Regions from separate parts of the Anas platyrhynchos genome. Here region 2 is linked to region 1. Evidence: chromatin contacts called from public Hi-C data. All regions are on one chromosome and are shown on one strand. The core of a region is the stretch at or near the end of the contact, and the rest is flanking DNA. Distances in the headings are between cores, read along the strand shown. Region 1 overlaps LOC113839597 (a long non-coding RNA gene). Region 2 overlaps AFG2A (AFG2 AAA ATPase homolog A).

What was found. A called contact is a pair of places that touch in the nucleus more often than the background predicts.
Region 2: a Hi-C map of subcutaneous adipose tissue shows a contact between it and region 1, with 5 times the contacts expected there. The contact joins two enhancer-like sites. A contact is called at or near these places in 4 of 8 Hi-C or Micro-C datasets (liver, skeletal muscle and subcutaneous adipose tissue).

What each region holds. Positions count from the first base shown.
Region 1 is chr4:45,715,884-45,723,148 of IASCAAS_PekinDuck_T2T, reverse strand. The region is part of intron 3 of LOC113839597 (a long non-coding RNA gene); the gene reads right to left. Among named protein-coding and RNA genes, the nearest start is that of ANKRD50, 190 kb to the right of the region's middle. Within about 2 kb of position 3,853, at least 1 of the 8 cell types and tissues checked has an H3K27ac peak or open chromatin away from gene starts, as enhancers often do. A contact at or near this core is called in subcutaneous adipose tissue, where this site is marked.
Region 2 is chr4:46,198,350-46,204,892 of IASCAAS_PekinDuck_T2T, reverse strand. All of the region lies in intron 14 of AFG2A (AFG2 AAA ATPase homolog A), which reads left to right. Among named protein-coding and RNA genes, the nearest start is that of NUDT6, 70 kb to the left of the region's middle. Within about 2 kb of position 4,067, at least 1 of the 8 cell types and tissues checked has an H3K27ac peak or open chromatin away from gene starts, as enhancers often do. A contact at or near this core is called in subcutaneous adipose tissue, where this site is marked.

The DNA of each region.
Region 1 (7,265 bases), core at 2,604-5,103:
CGATGCAAGATTGCCAAACTGGTGTTTTTATATAAGAGCATTCAGCTGAATTTCCGAATTAAGTGAAAGGGTGGTGGTACAGAGTGCCCTGCTTGGGAAGGGCTAACAGGAAAGCACCAGCATTTCGGGAAAGGTCATGTCTGTAATCATGCCTTTGTGCACAGTTGACTACAGGCTTGATTTCAAAGCAGTTTATAAATAAATTAAGGGGAAAGGTTGAGGAAACAAACGTCACTACAGCTTTGAGCCCTGGTAAAGTTGGCTCTGGCAGATCCTTAGTCCAGGATCCAGAGGAATGGGACCAGCCACTCATCCCTGACCCATCCTGTAGAGCCAGAAGCTGTGAGGGGCTCCTCTCTCAGGAGGAGGTATCTGCACTTGCCTTACAGCCTAAACTGTGCTCATCCTATCTGACTTTCGTCTTTCTATCCTACAGACGGACATAAGAACAGCCAAGACATAATTTGGCCCCATCGCTGTCCTTTTGTTATGATTACAAAATATCATAATATCTTGGTCAGCCGAAGGAACAGGGTGTTTAATTTCTCTCTCTCATTCTTTATGGAGATGGGCCTGAGCCATGAAGCTTGGATCCGGACCCAGGACTGAGCATTTTCAGAGCTGAGGCTTGTTTGGATGTGGGCTTCCGGCTGAGGCCTATCCCTTAATGCTTCACTGCGGCGCTGCCAGACACAGCATCAGTTTGCAAAAGGACAGATACGACTCTACGTCTGACACTTGCCATGAGAAACTAGGGTATGACACCTCCAAGCAACATCCATCTGACTTGTAGCAGATTTCAGGTTGTGTGTGTAATCCCTGCCCTAGCATATGTTTTCTACAAGTATCTGACAACTGATGCTCCCCTAATTGAAGTATTTGGGGTGGAGGAAAGAAGAATTATGAACAGCGAAAATCAAGTACTTCCAACTGCAAAACAGACATAAGCTTTTAAGGGACCAACTAATTTTACTTGCACTGCAAGAGGCCTCTACCTTCTATATTTTAAGTCTCAAGCAGGGAGATGAGGAGACAAAGCAGCCAGAGACCTGGGGAGGCTCAGCTCTCCGCTGCTGGTATCGCAGCCAGCAGTGGAGCTGGTGCTTACCTTGGCAGGGGCAAAGAGGGAAAGGCAGCCGTGCAGGCAGCCAGGAGAAGCTGCAGAGCAAGCAGCTGCTTCCTTCCTGCTGGTTACAGCTAGGGCAAGCGAGGGGAGGATCTGCTCTGCGACTGCCACCTGCACCCAGCCTAGGGGATGGGCGGTATTCGGATGCCTGACATCTGTTGTGGGGTGGGGTCCGGGGCAAGGGGGAGTTGGAAACAGCTTTTGTAGACTGTGGAAGAAGGCAGCAAGATATTTCTTCTTGCAGAGCAAGGCACAGCTGAAGAGGCAAGGGAGGTGATCCTGAAGGTGGTCAGAAAGACACAAGGAAAGGGAGGGAATACAATAAAGGGCAGAGGAAGGGGCAGAAGCAAGAAAGAGTAGAAAGGAAAATTCCTGCAGACAGTAGAAGGGAAATGTCTCCTATGAAAAGGAAGAAAAACTAAGGAATGGACTGAAGGGAAAATTGTAAGGAAAAAGGCATTGTGTGGCAAATGCTGCCAAAAAGGGCAGAACGTATACTGGATCTGTCAGAAGAGTGAGTCCAGGACATTTGTTTCCTATGCTTCCTAGGGACTGGTCCCCAGAGAAGAGCTTCTGCTCTTCTCCAGTGTCTCAGAACTGCAAGATGAAGAACTGGATTGTGTTAGGCACTGACCACAACTTAAAACACACTGCAAACATATTCCTGTTAATAAAAACCAGCTACTATTATTCAACCTCCATATACGACAAACTGGAGGTATAAATGAAGGGGTCTTTCACAAGAACACCAGGACAGAAGGTGAGAACAAGCTGATCTTCAGAGATGCTCTTCCTTCACAGTTCTGATTTTGGGAATAGCTCTTCAAACCCTGCATCCAGTCGTAAATTGAGCTATCCGAGTTCTGCCCCTTCACTTATGTATGTCACATAACCAGGAAACGGGAATTATACAAACTGCCTCTGGCTTCTGTAGCTAAGCAAAACACTGCACAGGCTTACTGCAACAAACTAAAGAATTCCTTAGTAACCTGGAATGCAAATTAAATGAGATGGTTTCCCCTTTCTGATGATAGATGTTTTGCATGAAGAAAAAAGCTAGCATTTGAGCACACAATTATGTGTGAATTCCTCACTGAGCTGTACTTAGTGTGTTTTAAGATGGTTCCAGTATCGTACTCAGACACTTAAAACCAAAACAAACTCAATTTTTTACCTTTTTTTTTCTCCCCTGAAGTAGATGAATATATTACCATCTAGAGGCACACAAATCTGTACAAATTTATGGATATGTTTTAATTCAGTTTATTTGCTCATTTATCCATTCCACCTCTTTGAAGAGAACAGAACTAATGGCTCTTCAAAAGCCATGTCTGTGCCAGAGGATGACAGCTACAGACACTCACTTTATACGGGCAGTGGTCAGCTCCCTGGATTTCCCACACAAAAGTCTCTGCCTTATTTAAAGCTTACATGCAATGCATCTAATTCCAGGAGCAAATGCAGTGCACAGGAATGCAGCACACATCACGTTTTGTCTGAGCATACAAAATAGAGATCTTTTATTTGGGGCATAGGACTTAAAGAGAGGAAGTAGGTGCATATTTTCAGGCACCCTGGCTTCTGCAGGGCTCAGTGCTGCTCTCACCCTGCTGCTCTCCTGCGGTCTTCTCCCAGCCAAGGGGAGATGAGGCTTGTGAGCCTTCCTTGCCGACTCTCATCAGCATCACTCTGGGGGTCAGGCAACAGGGTGTGATCTCAGCTGCCTCCTTCCTTCCTTGCTTCCTTCCTTCCCTCTGCTCTGTGGGGACCCAGGGCCCGATGTAAATCCACTGACGTCAACGGGAGTATGATCAAAGGGGCCTGGATTAGACCCCAAGGGCACTGCCTCCCAGAACTATTTATGGCAAATTGATGTGACTTCGGGGAAATGTCCTGACTTTGAAATTAAACAATCTAATTTTAAATATCAGGTGGAGCAATCTTCTCTTTAGGTCCTGATCCAGGAAATCATTGAGTACTTATTTAACTTTAAGCATCTCGTTAAGTCCTATGCTGTCCAATGTGAGCCCAGAATAAGAGCATTACGCAAGTTCACAAGTCCTTGGTTTAAGTACATAATTAAAGGTAAGCATGTGGCTAAGTGTTTTGCTGAATAGAGACGAAATTACTTGCATGCTTAGATGCTGTGCTGAACCAAGGAACAGGGGCTGCTTTGTGCTTGCTGAGAGCAGAGAACAGGGAGCACGTAGGAGGAAGCAGTGCAAATAAGAGACAAAGGCACTGAGCAAACTTGAGGAGTAGACATTTCTTTGAGAAATCAGGACTTCAAGACCTGCTGCAGAAATATCGATGTGTATAGGGAAGCCTGTGCATGCCTTGTCAGTATGAGTGATTTCTGCAGGCTTTCTCCTGTCTGGCTTCTCAGTCTCCGTTACTTTTCTAGGGCAGATTTGCAGGGATGCTAAGGCACATGTGGTTAAACACAGAGTAATACGAAGAAAAGTGAGTTTAAAAAAAAAACAAGAAGGAAAACAACCTGCAACACATTGCAAAGCTTATAGCTGCTGGCTATTCCATTCCTGCTGCAAGGTGGCCGGAGAGACCCGGCGGTCCTTAGTTTAGCTACGCGGGCGCCCCCCAAATCTGCAGCTGCTCCCGGAGCAGGACGAGCATCGCGGCCGGGCGACGCCGAGCGGGGAAGGGGAGAAGGGCAGGGCTGCGATGGGGATGGATGCAGCAGGGATGCGGTGGGGAGCCCCCGGCCGTGCCGCGAGTGCCCCCTGCCGCTGCCGGGCTGCGGGGCCAGCCCGGGACTCACAGCCTCCACCGCCCCCTGGTGAGCTGCGGCCGGCTCTTCGCTGCAAGGCTCACAAAACAGCCCTTTGCCTTTTGTGCTTCTGGGTTAGATGCTCGGTCTTATCTCCCAGCCTTTTACAGCAAGCGGTGCTCAAATGCAGGCTCGCCAGGCTGCTAAGGCGTGGGGCACCGCGTGTCTCGTTTAGCTGCTGTGCCTTTGGTTATCGCGCAGCCCACCCAGCATTGCTGAAACAAACCTGCAGCCATGCAGGGACAGGAGAGCTGCACAGCCCTCACATCCACGTGGAGGTGAGAGCAGTGCTCTGTACCACCAGCTAAACCCTCCCAGGTTCCTTCATTAACTTCCCACCGGTGCTGGGTCTGTCAGGCATGTGGGAACACGCTCTCCCTGGAGTCACGGCAGGGATTGCAAGGCACTGCCATGCTGCAACACCACACAGCGCACAGGCAGGGTTTGGTCACCTTGCCATGCTGCAGTAACAGAAAGAGGCAGCAGTAAGTGGAAGGACAGATTAACACAGAAGCAGACTGGGGTAAGAACTGCGTGGTGGTGGTGAACACTGCAGCTTGGACAGCACGGGACGCCCAGACTGAAATCTCAGGTCACGTAAAAACACCGTAGACCCATGAACTTTAGCTCCAGGGACTCGCACAGGACCTGGGTCCTCGCTTTCTCTAGGGCACAGCAGCTCAAGCAGTGGCACATAGCCACCAGCCCATGGATGGAGATGAGAAGAGAGCCTCCTGAAAGGCCTCCCCCTCCTGCAGGAGCAGGACTCCCCCTTTTCAGGAGCACAGCCTTCCCTCAGTCACAAGATCAGTTTCTGGGGGATGGTCACAGATACAGAAATATCACCCACACTTCCTCCCCGACAGAGCCACCCAGTGGTTTTTCTCATAAGGAGGAGAAAAAAAAAAACTTGTAAGAAAAACATAGTAGTAAAGTTCTAAGAAAAACATAGTAGTGCTTGCTACTATGACCCCTGCAAAACATTTGCTGTGTGATCCTCCTCTAGATCCTCTGGTCCCACCCTGGGGAAATTAACAGTTATCTCAACAAACTCAAGCTGTTGTTGGACCCCCCTCTGCAGACCAGCCGCGGGGCAGGGTGAGGGAACAGAGCCAAGTCTTGCAGGTGCACCCTGGACAGCAGCTCCTAGGGGCCTCACCACCAAAGGAGGACAAAGCGGGAGAGCAACGCGCCGCTGGGTATTACGCTGTGTCAACAAGCACGAAAGGTTCAGATGGGCTTTTTGAGAAATGCTCATTCAAAATATTTAATGCAGCGCAGCATGCATATATCAACAGGACAGGGCTACGCACACAGAGGGCCTATTCCCAGTCTGACACCCAGCTTAGTGTCCAAAGACACTTTTCTTCAAACGCTGTGCACTCAGATTTACTAGGCAGCTTTATAGACTGATACTTCCTCACACTTTACCAGTCTGATTAATTCAGCTGGCACCTCTGATCCCACTTCCACCACTAACCTTTTCTCTTGAATGGGATGACTCTGTAGTCTCACCATTCATGTGTTTGAGTCAGATCTTACATCAAAGATGTCCTGGGTTTTATACTGTCAGAAGCAATTTTGTCCCAGAAGAATGAAGATTGTGATTATCCCAGGAGGAAAGCTGTCAACTCAGCTCTATGTAGAAAAACTGCTGTCTACAAGAGCTTATATTGGACACCCTTTGGCAGACTGCCCTCCTAAAAAAAAAAAAGTCCACTGTTACCTACATGAAAGACTTTGTCTAAGAGCATTTGGGTGTTTGCTGACTTGGTTCATACAGCAAATTCAGATGAGAAGGAAGGGAATAAGAATATCATGTTTTTCATAAGCATTCCAGTTCAGGACAATGCACAGAAAAGCGATAATGGTGTAAGGAAAAGACCAGTTTGAAGAAGGGACAGACAGACGCTGAGCTTTGATAATGCCTTAATTCTCAGTTAGATACAAAACACTACTGGATCACACACTCCCCAAAAGTAACTAAGCCTCTGTTCTGGCTCTCCAAAGGCCTCCAAGATTGTTCCAAGCACAGGAGAGCTCTCAACCCTTGCTCATTTCACCAGATTTTGCCCAAGAGACACCACTTTGGGTATCTGTGCTTCAGAGAAGGGACACCATGCCACTAGCTCCCAGGGAGCTGGCTGTGGTGGCCACCTTTAGCACAGGATTGCGCAGTAAGCTCTCCCTTGTTAGTGAGCTGACAGCGAGCTGGTTGGGAAACACTACACACCATATGATGCTACTATCCCAGCAGTATTTCTGTCATGCCACGGAGGGGAAGAACATCTTTTTGCAAGAGGAGATGCTTCTGTTCTGCATTTCAGACCAGGGAGTTGCAGTGGTTGCTTTTCATGTGTTTAGGAGTGTGTGACACTTCACAGCCCTATAAACCAGGTTTGTCTCCAGCTGAGTCAGCATGGCCATCCAGAAATCTGCATGCCAGTGAAGTCTCAACAGTTGTTTTTTTTCCTTTTGACTTTTTTTTCCTAAATGTACCCCAGAAGAAAATGCTGCCAATGAGCAAACCTGGCTTGTCCATATTGATGCAAGGTCTACGTAGCTTTGAAGATCTCCAAGCACAGTGAAATATCCTGTCCTCATAGTAATAATGCCTAAGAACAAGGATCTTGGTTATGATTTAATGGAGCACTTAGGCAAGACCTTAATACCCACTCATTTCAAGTGGACCAGGTACAAGCTTACAGTAAAATATGCATGTAAGTACTTTTACTTTTTACTGATTCTAGGCTTAATTGCACAAAGTGCAGTAAAGGGTAAGGAAAAAAGTAAAAGGTTGTGAAGTGCATAATAAGAAAACTGAGCAAATGTAAAGTGTGTAAGACCATTAGAAAATAGTTATTTTGAAAATATTCCAATGTGAAAAATATAAACTGTCACGCTGTTCAGAAACGCAGGCTTTTCCCTTTAAATGCATGCCTTCCAGGCTTAACCTAATATGGCGGTATTCCGTACAACTTCAAAAAATGTCCGCTCAAAAGATGACAGGATGGGGTACATCTCTGTGACTGGAAATGGAATTTTAAGCACTGAGTTTATCTTGTCAGGTTAGCTCAGTGATGATGTGAGCTCGCAAGGGGTGAAGTGGATCACTAATTGCCAGCAAGCACAACAATAAACTGATAAGCACAGAAGCTAAAAGTCTTTAGATGGGAGACATTTCGGTAAAGCAGGGACTGTTTGAACAGGTACTCCTTCTGTGCGAATTTGCTTCTCCCACAGTTCAGCAGCGATTGCCTGACTTTTGTTCTCTGATCCCCAAAAGGAGCACACTGTGGGTTGTTTGGGCCAAATCAGAGAGACAGGTATGTACCTGTACACCTTGCTGCC
Region 2 (6,543 bases), core at 2,818-5,317, 480 kb before region 1:
CAAAACAAATCAGTTGAAGGCAGGCAGCCAGTTTGGAAAGGACAAGAAGGTCAAAGCTCATAATAGCATAAACTACTAAATGCGTGACCTTATAGAAGTCACCCATCATTTTACATAATAATAAGTGCTGATATTTCTCTCTCTCCTAATAGAGTGAAAAATGTTTTAGTAAAAATGGAAGTCATGGTGAAGCAGAAGGCTTAGCATTGTCCGTAACCCGGGTTTTGTATTCATCACACCTGAGTACAGCTTGGGACTGTGCTGGGAGAGAGGAGCAGGAGGTGGCTGGTGTACAGTTTCACTGTTTGCTTGTACACGTTAAGGTGGTGACCTCTTATGTTTTAGTTTTAGGCTTAGAAAATCTCTGAACCTCAGAGCTTTATAATGAGCAAGTTGGAACACGATCAAACTTTTTACATTAGTAAGGGACTCCGAAGAGCTGTTGAATGTAGGGATTAGTTGATATGCACTTGTTTCTCAGTAAGGATATCAGTAAGCTTTTTGGTTAAGGTACTTTATGGATATTGGATGTTATCATTAGCCCATTCAGTTGATGAGTAGTATATTTTTTGTGAAATTTCTATGGGGAGAAAGAAAAATAGGACTTTATAGGCAGTTTCCACTAGCTGATTTTTTTTTTCATGTTGAAAGAGCTCCAACTTTACATTTTATTTGCTCCAGCAGTGATAAAAGCTGATGTCTTGTACATCTGACATGTACTGCTTAGGCACAAGTAGAAATACCATTCGTGTGCAGTAAGTATAACAACAAAAGAGAATGGGTTTGTTTAAGAAAAACGTGTTCTTTCTGTAAGATCTTAGTTATTAAAAAGACTTTAACATCAAACTAAATGAACTCAGTACTGTAATAATATAGTATTAAAGAAAAAAGGAACGATCTGAGTCATTGATTCATAGTATATCATTTTCATAAGGTATGTGGAAGGTTTGTTATGCATATGTGCAGGAGCACAAACCTAGGGCTCTGTTCTCATACAAATGAGACATTAACATCTCTTGTGATCAGTGCAAGCTTGGTGAATGATTTTGTAGGTCACCAGAGTACCTCAGGGTTGCATATGCCAATGCAGTTTAATAACAAAACCTTATTTGAAGCTCCGTGTATTTGATGTATTTACAACTGTAGAAACTGTTTCAGAATCACAAGTTTCCTAAATTTTTGAAGTAGCCTAGAAAACCATGTAGACTACAAGGTCTTTGAAGTCAATTGAGAGAGAAGTGTCTGAAAGCCAAATGAGTATTTTGATTCAGTGATGCCAAGCAATGGTTGATATGAGTCCACTCTTCACTTCTGAAAATCTGAAGTGACTGCTCCTTTCGGGGCTTGAGTCTGTTACACGTTCTTACTTACCTGAAGAATTTAATTAAACAGGGTGTAGTTACTTCTTTTGTTGTAATTGCAAGTGCACACCATCCATGGTGAATTAAGCTTTGTGTTACAGAGAAGCATGTTTATGCCAGGCATACAGAAAACAGTTTAAAACAGCTCTTGCTACTTCAGATAGGATGCAGAGTTCATTTTTCCATTAATATCTTCATTCTAAATTATAATTCCAACATAAAAAACATATTATAAAAAGATATTTTGGGGAAGAGAAAAATCCGTTTTGAAATTAATTGTACACATTAAGTTCACACTGCTAACTACTGGTATTTTTCCCTGTAAACTCATATCAGCATCTGTAACTTTGTAAAAACAAGTCTTTTTCATTCCTATGCCCCTCCATTTCTTTTTTTTTTTTCCCCACATCTGCTTTGTTTTTTCCTGTACATGGAGTTTTGCTTTGGAAACTGTGTTTGGAAACTGGGTTGGCAAGATGATAGAGAAGGATGACAGAACTTGTTTCAGTGCCACCAGAGGGTTTTTTTTTTAGGTGAAGACAAAGAGGCAGAGAACTAATGAAGTATGATGATAAATAGAGGTAAATAAACCTGTTGAAACACCGGGCTGTTTCTTCAGAGGGTTGCAGCCATTGCTGGCTTAGACACTATGGCATGTGTATATGAATATGGTTCTGTGTTGCTTGCCAGAATACCTTCCAGAACCCTGCTAAGAGAAGGGAAGGCAAAGTAAGTACCTATCACTTCACAGATGGAAGAGATAAAGTGAAACATCACTGCAGTGCTCTTGTCGATGTTTCATCAACAAGTCAAAAAAAAAATGACAAAAAACAAAACCACCACCAATAAACAACAACAAAACAGCTCTGTGGGTATTCTCGAGTGTTTCCAAACAGAGCTGATGATGATTTTTATTTTCTCACAGAAGACACAGGATTTATGCTTTTCAATCCACGCTATGCGTCTGTTTCCCAGTTGTATATTTCTCTGTGCTCTGTTTCTAGCAGAGCAGTTGGCTCTCAGAGTAGCTGATATGCAAATCTGAAACTTTACCTTTCCCTTGTGCACACCCTTCCACCTTGCTATGAAGTTATGTAATCCTTTCGTTAAAATAAGTCAACTTCTGAAAAACTGGAATAGGTGAGCAAGGTGGCTCTGTGCAAAATGAGAGGAAAGCCAACTGTTCCTTATACCAAAGCTTTTTTATGTCTTCGGTCATCCTTGCTGCCCTTTCCTGAACCTTTTCCAGATCTGCTATATCCTTTTTGAGAGAAATGCATACATTTGAGTGACTGCAAACAATGTCCAAGGAATGGGTGAAACATGGTTTTGTATGGGTGCATAGTGGTGCTTTCTGTTTTTGTTCTTTACTCTTTTATCAGTATGCAATTTTGAACACTTGATTTGCTTGTTTGACTGCAGCCAAGCATCACGCTGAAGTTTTCATGACTGTTAAAACTAGAAAGTCTGTCTCTGAAGTGGTAATGGTTCATCTGAGAGGCTCTTCTTTTACATGTGAACGGAAGCCTGAATTTCCCATCTTCATCACTTCACATTTACTTTTATTGAATGTTGCAAAGTCTCCTGAGATTGTTGGAGGGTTCTTCACCCTCAGTCTTCCTCCTTGTTACTTTGAATCAAAGGTAACATCAGTTTCATCAAAAGTCATGGCTCCTGTATTATATCATTTCTTTGGTATTAACCTTGATAAATGAGATGTAAATTTTATACAGGAAAAATAGATGAGACAAAAGGATCTGTGTTGTGTTTCTATAGAGAGATAACATAGGAAAGGCCCCTTCCCTGCCAGTGCATGCTGATAGCTGAAGACAGTTCCTGAGAAGCACAGATGGACTTGCTGAAAACAGAGTGAGAGATAAAGCATCACACAATATAATGAACTTGGAGAATTTGAATTCCTTCACTCTATTGTACAAAGGTTCCAAAAAGGAAGGGGAGAAAAACAATAAGCATAGCAATGTGTTTTCTTTTTACTCTGTCTTACTGTCAGAAATGACCACATGAGGTGCAGGTTCTGGTGTTTATATCTCTGGAGTTAAGTCTTTTGACTGAAAAAAAAAACCATGGATTGGCTTCCAGCAGGCTGAGAAATCTATTGTTTTCTACAAAGCATACTTTTCTGTTAGAGCAATTGCACACTAGTCAGCATTTATTCAAAATAAGCCTGCTATTTCAAGTATAAGAAAAACAAAACAAGAAAAAAAGTTTTTTGTTTTGTTTTTTTCAAAGGGGAAAAATATTCTAGAAGGAGGCTGTCTTCATACCATAGTCTAGCTTGTCATTGTGTGGAGAACATGAGCGTGCCCATCTTTTCATGAAGGTGGTAGTGGTGAAACAGCCAGCCAGTGGGGGCAACTAGCTGGTGTGAGAAAAAGGTATCTGTAAGAAAACCCATGTCTCTGTGGTGGGCTCCAGTGCAGAAAAATGCTGAATGCCAGCCCAGTCTGGGGGGAAAAAGCACGCCTGACAATGGTACAGCAAATGGAGGCTAGCACAGAATTGGGTCTTGTAGACAGAGAGAGTATATTTCAGATTGTAAATAGCTTAACTGTGCTGCAGAAGTTGTTTTTCTTAGCCGTGAATATTTTCTGCAGAAGTCACCGAGCGAGAAGAGGCAGCGTTAGCCAGTTTGCGAGGCAAGTCTTATTCCATTACTTAACAGGGAGGCACGTGAGATATGTAAGCAAGAACACACGCCAGGGTGTGTGTGTTCATCAGTCAACATATGAGGTGTGTGTAATTGGCAAACGCACACCTTGGAACATGTTACTGCACTTATAAAATGGCCATTTATTTTAGTTTTATGAAGGAATGCAAGTACTCTGCGCTAGCTTACAAAATTCTCTCTTTTAAATTGGAACACATTCTTTCATACATTAAATATTGAAGTGTGTTAAAGTCTTTAAATACTTGGTTTAGTGTTTAAGTACTATTTCAATCTGATATCTGAGCTTCTGTTTTGTCTTCATGCGCTAATGATGCCTTTAGAGTGGGTGTGAGGAAATGTAACTGGCTTCATCCTAAATTTCCCCACTGGTTCCTCTTTGTGGTTCTCTGAACTTCCTTGCCTATGCTTAGAAGCAATGTGGTCCCCAGGAGAGCTAGAGTGCAGATCACATTCTTCACCCAGAAACATTGTCTTCACAGGATTTTACTCCTAATGGCTTGGTTTTGTGCGGCAGAATTCAAGTCAAACACTTGATTTTTTTAACTGAAAAGTCTGGCTTGGCTAGTGCTGGTGTATGCTAAATAGTGCACTTGTTTGTTGTTTAGAAAATAACTAGTGTATTTTTTTGTCATGCTTGTGCGTGCATTTTACTATCAGAATGCAGACTCTCACATGAACAGGGAGGTGTTTTATGGTATTGCTTCATCTGCCTGCTCTCCTAGAAGCGTTGCTGAGGGCAGGAACTGTGTAAGGGGTAGGTGTGAAGAGGAAATAGGCTGTGCTCCTTGCTGCAGTGACGGCTAGCACAGCAGCTGTAGAAGAATGACACCTTCTTATTGAAGACCTCTGTATCCTGTGTGCATCCTAGATAAGAGTGATCACAATCGTGATGAAAGCAAGATGTAACTGCTGTAGAGACTACAACTGAGGCATTAGGTGCTCTTCTGTGACTGCTTCTCAAGAGTATTGCTGGTTAACATTCATAAAAAACAAAACCCTTCCCTTTTCTATGACTCTGCAGTCCCACTATGTCTGAGTCATGACTGAAGGGGAATCCTCTTGCTTCCAAGTATGCTCTTTTTTGGGTTACTTTTATGTATAGTGGACAGAGACTGAAAAGCAAAGAACCCTCCCTGCCCAGCATCAAAGGTTTGTTTGTAGGTTTGGTACTAGATCATTTGCAGGTTTTACAGAGAACAGGAATCTGTTTCATCTTTGTTTTGAACATGAAAACAGAATATGTTTCACATAAGATGCCACTTCACAAATAAAGAAATTGTTTAAGCAGACACATTTTCATAAAACACTGTGTGTTCTTATGTGATCTGCCAGCAATGCTGTGACAACACAAGTAATTTAAGTTCTTAAAAAAGACAAAATTTGAATTGGACCATTAATGTTCTGAGACACTGAATAAATTTTAAATGAAATTATTTTAATTAGTACTGTTCTAAGAGAATAAGAGTTGTGGTTTCATTCAGAATCACCAGCATTTGTGTACCTGGCGTGCCACCTGAAGTTCTGGGCTTGTAGAAAAATCTGAACTCCTTATGCAAATGTCAGCCTGTTGTTTTTTTTTGGTGGTGAGATTTCCATGAGTTTCTTTTTATTCAGATGAATCTTACAGAAATACTGATACAGAAGATCTCAACCTGGGACTTTGGTAAATTTGTTGGAACTCCTTCAGTCCACACTCAAACCTTTGTAACTGTTTTCTTTTCCTGTAAGTGAAAGATTGTGTTTTTTTTTTTTTTTTTGTTTTTTTTTTTTCCAATGCAGGAATCATTTCTGCATATGTTTTACTTTAAAGCTAAGCAGATATTTGAATGTTTGCAGAACTGTACTTTTGGGAACCAGAAAAAGGTGGCTAGGGTTAGTATCAGATCAGGCAAAAATATACCATGGATACAGACTGGGTTGAAACAGCCATTGTTTTTGGCAATTCTGAACCCCTTTGGTTTTAATGCTGTCTACTTGGATACATATACTCACTTGATTTTTCTACATGCTGACACTTATAGAAGCTAAAGTTGTGTAGCCAAGACAGCCATTCCTACATGGAACAGGAGAATAAACATTTTACTACTTCAGTTTCATCCTTGAGCACTAGTAATATGAACATAATGGTGTGTTATACTCTTAAAAACATTTTTGGTTAGAAAAACCTTTTGAAGTCCTGTCCTCATCCACGGTATGGTCACTCCCAAATGGGCTGGTGGGTTGGATTGTATTCTCATCTTGATCCCATCATTTCAGGATCAGCAACCTGTTCAGTTCTTCAAGAAGTATAAGCTGTTTTGAAGGAATGAAAACAGCAAAATGAGAGAGTCCTCAAAGTGAATTTGTTATTTTGTGTGTGAGGTTATTTTTTTTCATTTGAATGCAATGAAACTAGGACTTTATATAGTATCAAATATTTTTGTGGCCAAATAGATTGTTGTGATTTTCACCCTTGCAGAGGAGTATGAAGGTAGTCAGGTAGCCTATTACTAT